Regions from separate parts of the Callithrix jacchus genome. Here region 2 is linked to region 1. The links are chromatin contacts, called in public Hi-C maps. All regions are on one chromosome and are shown on one strand. The core of a region is the stretch at or near the end of the contact, and the rest is flanking DNA. Distances in the headings are between cores, read along the strand shown. Region 1 holds the start of ALG14 (ALG14 UDP-N-acetylglucosaminyltransferase subunit). Region 2 holds the start of RWDD3 (RWD domain containing 3).

The links. A called contact is a pair of places that touch in the nucleus more often than the background predicts.
Region 2: a contact with region 1 is called in a Hi-C map of skeletal muscle, with 5 times the contacts expected there. The contact joins the promoter of RWDD3 here to the promoter of ALG14 in region 1.

The regions. Positions count from the first base shown.
Region 1 is chr7:133,038,639-133,042,027 of calJac240_pri, reverse strand. It overlaps ALG14 (ALG14 UDP-N-acetylglucosaminyltransferase subunit), which reads left to right and starts at 1,993. Exons shown (of 4, transcript XM_035252210.3): 1 at 1,993-2,135. The coding sequence starts at 2,003.
Region 2 is chr7:133,193,643-133,197,188 of calJac240_pri, reverse strand. RWDD3 (RWD domain containing 3) reads right to left here and starts at 1,443. Exons shown (of 4, transcript XR_013520277.1): 1 at 1,335-1,443. It overlaps LOC144577056 (a long non-coding RNA gene), which reads left to right and starts at 1,809. Exons shown (of 3, transcript XR_013520278.1): 1 at 1,809-1,944.

The DNA.
Region 1 (3,389 bases), core at 744-3,243:
TTACAAAGTCTCCCAAACTCGCCTGCTGATATGAATGGATATCCTGGTTACATAAGCCAATCCCAGGTGCCCGATCCCTGGAAATTCTGATTCAGTGCCTAGAATTATAGATCCCTAGAAAAGTTAAAAGCCCAGACTCCCAGGGTCCATTAAGACCTGGGAGTCTGGGCTTTTAAAAACACATTCTAGGGCCGGGCGCGGTGGCTCACGCCTGTAATCCCAGCACTTTGGGAGGCCGAGACGGGTGGATCACGAGGTCAAGAGATTGAGACCATCCAGGTCAACATGGTGAAACCCCGTCTCTACTAAAAATACAAAAAATTAGCTGGGCATGGTGGCGCGTGCCTGTAATCCCAGCTACTCGGGAGGCTGAGGCAGGAGAATTGCCTGAACCCAGGAGGCAGAGGTTGCGGTGAGCCGAGATTGCGCCATTGCACTCCAGCCTGGGTAACAAGAGTGAAACTCCGTCTCAAAAAAAAAAAAAAAAAAAAAAAAACACATTCTAGGCTCCAGGTATGTGTGGTGATCAGTCACGTTTGAATTTATCAAAGGAATACAGGATGCTGTACTCCTATGCAGCAGGACTTAGATTTTTGGTTTCTGATTCAAGATCTGATGCTATTCCACTTGGGCAAGCAGTTACACCTTGCTGAACCTGTTCACTCATCTGTCCAACGTATACCTGTCCAACGTAACCTACGGGTAGGTCTATGGTGGACTGAAGGCAATATTTGGAGTTAAGGGGTTCCTAATCTTAGTATTTTATGTTGTTGTAATGTGAATTAATTAGACATAATAATAAGCAAAATTGGGATTGCAGGGGGTGTTGACAGATCATCATTTTGGCTGAGGACATGAGAAACACACTGGAAATTCTTTGTGGTAAAGTTAACGGAATGTTTATTGTAGGACTGTGCCTTTTCTATCCTGCTACCTAGAGCCCCTGAGCTTTCCGCACCTCTCAGGAGTGTGGCTTCCCTTGAGGTGGTCACCCTCAACTACTGTGGTCACACTGAGAGCTGTGAAAACACCTAGAAAAGTTAAAAACACAGGTGTTGGGAGAGAGGGGGTTAGGGCCCTAAATTCGATGTCTAAGCCTAGGGTCCTTACTGGCGGAACACTTTCAGTAATGCCTGTGTGTGCAACATTTTTTACTGCCATTTCTCTTAGCACTAAAAAAAAGAAGAAAGGATGTGTTCCCTTAGCTTCAGGTGGAATTCACAAAGTTGCTAGAGCCAGAACATCTCCTAACTAGGGGGTTTCAGGGCCTTTAGGGCGTACAGACGGCCTGACCTCGTCCTGGGCGTAAATCAAGCTTCCCCAGCGCTTAACTTTCCTTATTTCAGCTTACGCTTGGCCGCAGCCCCGCAGAATCCGCGGTTCCGCTGACAAACGTGAACGTAGAGAACGTAGAAGCCTTTGATTCTAACATGCAGTTTCCTTGTACGGCTGTTGTGCATTATTAATCTAGGTATTGCGTATTTTAATTTTTTATTTTTTTGAGACGGAGCCCTACTCTGTTGTCCCGCTGGAGTGCAGTGGCGCTATCTCGGCTCACTGCAACCTCCGCCTCCAGGTTCAAGTGCTTCTCCTGTCTCAGCCTCCCGAGTAGCTGGGACAACAGGCGCGTGCCACCGCACCCAGCTAAGTTTTGTATTTTTAGTAGAGGCGGGGTTTCACCATATTGGCCAAGATGGTCTCCATCTCTTGACCTCGTGATCCGCCTGCCTCGGCCTTCCAAGTGCTGGGATTACAGGCGTGAGCCACCGCGACCGGCCGATATTGCGTAGTTTAGGAAACACGAATGCTACATGCTAAATGAGGTAAAATGAATTGTCAGCAGGACCCGGGCTGCTTCCTCGGCCCTCGACTCCTCCCAGCTCAGGCAAGCCCAGCCCCCCAGGAGGTGCGTCACTCCGCGTTTGAGTCGCTTCGGCACCCGTAGTTGTGAACTTTGACCGCGGCTAGCTCCGGGAGTGGGACGCATGCGCCGTTTCTCTGCATGGTGTGTGTGCTTCTAGCTGCGGCTGCAGGAGCTGTGGCCGTCTTCCTAATCCTGCGAATATGGGTAGTGCTTCATTCCCGGGACGTTACGCCCCGGGAGTCTCTCAGTATCTTGGTAGTGGCTGGGTCCGGTAAGTATCGAGGAGGCGACGGGTCGGACTTGAGTTTGTCACTACAAACCCTAGAGTGCACCGCGACACTCTTCCCAGGTCCCCTTAGCACTTGTTGGAGTGTTGCATGCAGAGATTTGTAGTTTCTCTGCCCTACCGGAACCGGTCAGTTTAGCCAGGGTAAGGGCTGGTTTGCTGACGCGGCCCAGGAGTCTTTTTATGACAAGTAAGTTACACTCGTCTGTAATTAAGACTCTCTGTAGTGTATGTTTTTATAACAAATAATTAGTGAACAAAGAGAACGTAGAAGCCTTTGATTCTAACGTGTAGTTTCCCTGTATGGCTGTTGTGCGTTATTAATCTAGCTATTGTGTATTTAGTTTAGGAAACACGAATGCTACATGATAAATGAGGCAGAATGAATTGTCACATTTAAAAATATACAGAGTGCACGAGAATGAAAACAAAGATCTACGAACTGTAGAACCATACACACAGGGTGGCAGTGTGAGCAACACACTGACCTGTCAGGTAATACAATCTAAACCCGCCAACTCTGTAGGTGCTTACAGTTTTAAATAGTTTTGACAGGGACGGACAGACAGACACACACACACACACACACAATGTAAACATTTGGGGATGGCAGGAGATTGCATCCAGATAGAACATGTATAGTATGAGCAAATGTACTAAGTTTATATTAAAGTATAATTCATTACTTTATTCACTTGATCTCTTTTGAGCTTTTAGGCCAAACACTAAACTAAACTCCGTAAATAACAAAACTGACTAACGTTACTTGCTATAGAGTGCTGACTCCGTGCTAAGTCCTGTGAAAGATGCAAAGATACAGCAGTGAATGAAGTAGAGAATACAAAAACACTAACAGAAAATAAATCAAAATGAGTGTTTGCCACAATGAGATAAGTGCCATAATCTTGTAATAATTGTGTGAGAAGTACAAATTGCTATGGCAGTCTTCAGAAAGGGCACGACTTTATCAGGTCTTAAAACAGGCAGCTTCCTGGAAGCAATGATGCTAAACTGAGACTTGAAAGATGACCAAGAATTAGTCAGATGAGGGAGAGCCTGGGTTTTGAGGACTGGGCGGGTGTGAAAAGAAGGTGATAGCACTTGGAATGGCCAGAGGTGAGAGAACACTATTGTGTAGAGTTCAGTGCGGGGAGGTAAACTGAGTCCAGACTGTAAAGGGTGTTTAAAATCCTGCCTTTTTTTTTTTCTTGATACAGTCTCACTCTTGCCCAGGCTGAA
Region 2 (3,546 bases), core at 194-2,693, 160 kb before region 1:
AAGTCGACTCCTGTTCTTCAGGGAATAACATACCTGATGGATACCATGAAAGATCTTAAGCTTAGATGGTTTTCTCACAACATCCAGCTCATTTTTAGACTACCTTCTTCAAGGTAACCTTCTTAAAGGTTAACTAATTTATGGTCAGAAAGCCAACATAACATTAGAATGATCAGTCTCGTGGGCCAAAAATGTACATAATGTATCTAAAAGCTAAGTGAAAACTGAAGATCCCCTGCATCACTGCGCTTTCTCATCAATGGCAGTTTTTATTTTTTGGTTTGGTTTTTGTTTTTTACTCAATAGAAGCCACATTTAGGGACAAACTAAGTTTTACCTATTATCAAAATATAGTCAAAAGAACCTCTCTACACTGCAAGCTCATAGAGGCCATGGGTAGCAGTGCCTCTGAAACCCTGTCAAAGTCTGCTGGGAGCAGGGCTTAATGTGGGCTAAATGACTAATAACGCCCTCAAGAGCTTGTTTTTAAAAAAAAAAAAAAAAAAAGTGTCTGAAGGCCAGGCGCTGGTGGCTCAGGCTGGTCACTCACAGCACTTTGGGAGGCCAAGGCGGGCGGATCAACTGAGGTCAGGAGTTGGAGACCAGCCTGGACAGCATGGTGAAACCCCATCTCTACTAAAAATACAAAAATTAGCCGGGCATGGTGGCACGTGCCTGTAATCCCAGCTACTCGGGAGGCAGAGGCTGCAGAGAGTCGAGATCCAGCCACCGCACTCCAGTCCGGGCGACAGACAGAGACTCCGTCTAAAAAAAGAAAAGTATCAGAAAGCAATCAACTTAACAGAATGCAGATAAAGTTAAGGTTGAGCACTGACTAAACTAAAATGTTCAGTCAACAAGCGTTTACCAACTACGTACCATGTGTCTGCCCTCGTGCAACTTAAGATGTCCAAATACCCATGTAGAGTTAAAACTGGGGAGTGCTCTCGAGGGCCTAGGGCATAGTGCTTAGCAGGGACACAGAACGCCAAGGGGGCGTCGGCACAGGCTTCTTTCCAGGGTGAGATCTGAAGGGCGGGGGGCGGGGGGGGGGCCTGGGGCCGCGCACCGCAGAGGCCGGCGGCTCAGGGCAGGACCCGCGACAGAGGCCCCAGGGAGCGACGCCGCTCTCTCCGGGTTTCTGGGATCTCCTCACACTCCCGCCCGCTGCGACACCACTCCGGCCTCCAGACGTGTCACTCCATCATTCAACTAACTCGGTCCCCAAACGTGAGCCCAGGCGGTGCGCCCAGGCTCTGTGGTGGGGAGGAGCCGCAGAGAGAACGCGGACGGCCCCTGAGGGCACCCTGTCTCTCGCGCGCGGGGGTAGTCACCTGAGCGGCTCAGCACCTCCCACTCGTGGGGCCCGCAGAAAATCGCGGCCAGGGCCGAGAGCTCCTCCTGCACCGGTTCCGCCATGACTGTGGGCCCAGCCACTTCAGCGCTTCCCCTTCCGCCGCTGCCGCCGCAGCCGCCGCAGCCGCCGCAGCCTCCACCCGCCAGGAGCAACACCGCTCGCGGCCACCCGGGGGCGCCCCGCGCCTCCGCAGCCGGGCGGATCAGGGGCGGGGCGAGACGGGTCGAGGGCTGAGCGAAACGGGACGGGGGTGGGGCGAGACGGGGAGGGCCCTTAAAAGTTCCGCCCAGAAGCGCCTGCTCATTAACGACTGACGCGAAGCTCAGCTCCTCGTTTTGGGGGTTTTCTTGGAAGCCAAGGTCCAAAGCCTCAGTCTGCAACCTAGGCTACCGCCCAGCTTACCCGCGGCTCTTCTGAGTAAAGGGAGACCTCCCAGCAAAGCCTGAAAAACCTCTAAATGTAGCTGCAGGCTTCGAACCCTGACCGTCCCCTCCCAGCCTTGGGCTGCTGGGGTGGGGATGAACTGGGCGAAAGACACTTGAGAGTTAGGAAGAAACAAACAAGCAGGGAAGTGACCGGGAGACGAGGTGAGACCTTGCCTGGTTCCGGTTTGAACTGAGTGTTGGAGAAAACCACAGTTAACAAAACAAGCAGAATTCTCCGCCCCCTGGAGCTGTTAGCAACCCAGGCATCTGATGCCTGCCCAACTGGTACTGGCGCCGGAACTCGACAAGGTCGGGATTCCGGGGCCTCTTTCTCCTCTCGTGTGCAAAAGGGGAGGATCAGGACCTGCCAGTTCTGGCTTCAGGATTTTGACTGGACAGACCTGGACCTCTTGGGAACTGTGCGCCAAAGTCCTAGGAGCAAAGTCGTAACGCTCCTCGTTTGTCTCCTGCCTTCACAGGGGACAGCCCTGCTGAAAGCGGCCAGTGGGAATCCTTGGCCACTGAGGAGGATATGAGTCCAGAGTGTAAACGCTAGCTTTTCAGTGTTTTAGATTTTGTGATATTCAATGCATACAATACAATGTGACTCTTGAAGCTTAATAATGAAATTATCATTCTTGAGTCCAGCTCCTAAATTTTAAAATGTGACCAATACCAATATGGTAACAGGATGAGCAATCCACTCTGTTTTAATTATAGTGAACAAGATTACAATACTTATCTGCAGTAGGTCTGTCTCTAGGATGTTTGCCTGGTCTTTTTGCTTTTCAAGTAACAATCTAAAATTTGGCAGCCCCCAAAAGCAGCTGGTCTTGCTCATGGAGTTCTCACAACTTTTGTTTGTATGAGTAATCTCATTTCATGAGATAAATCAGAGCATTTCGATGGTTATGCAGTGCCTCCTGTCATTGACATACAGAAGTCATGACAAAGTTGGCTGATTTTAAGACCCTGCATCCGTTCACCATTACCATTCCCACTGTTGGTTAAAAAAAAAAAAAAAAAAGGAATTTGATAAAGGAAAAGATACGGGCTTCCTGGAACAGAAAGGAAACCTAACAAGATGGACTGCAGGGAAAATGCTTTTCAGAAGATGCCATGGGATTTCAGTGACCCCAAGTAATTAGCACATAATTGGGAAGATAAAGTCTTATTTAAACTCAGAGTTCTCTCTGATATGGCCAATTGGCTTAATGAAAATTTAAAAAAAAAAAAAAAACCTCCTTTATTTCCAAAATAACAGACTTTCTAGCAGTTCAGTATGTTCATAGTTCACTGCTAAAGAGATTGAACGAAAGAATAAATGTTTAATTTAAAACATCACTAAGTTAATTTGAAGTACAGTGTTACTATTAAAAGTCAAACAATTTGGTTTTCGACTTATTTATTGAAAATAATCTATAAAATAGGCCGGGCACAGTGGCTCACGCCTGTAATCCCAGCACTTTGGGAGGCCGAGGGAGGCAGATCACCTGAGGTCAGGAGTTCGGGACCAGCCTGACCAACATGGTGAAACCCCATCTCTGCTAAAATACAAAAATTAGGCCAGGCATGGTGGCTCATGCCTGCAATCCCAACACTTTGGGAGGCTGAGGAGGATGGATCACCTGAGGTCAGGAGTTGGAGACCAGCCTGACCAACACGGTGAAACTCCATCTCTACTAATAATACAAAAATTAGCTAGGTGTGGTGATGGGCACCTATAGTCCCAGCTACTCAGAGGCTGAGACAAGAGAATTGCTT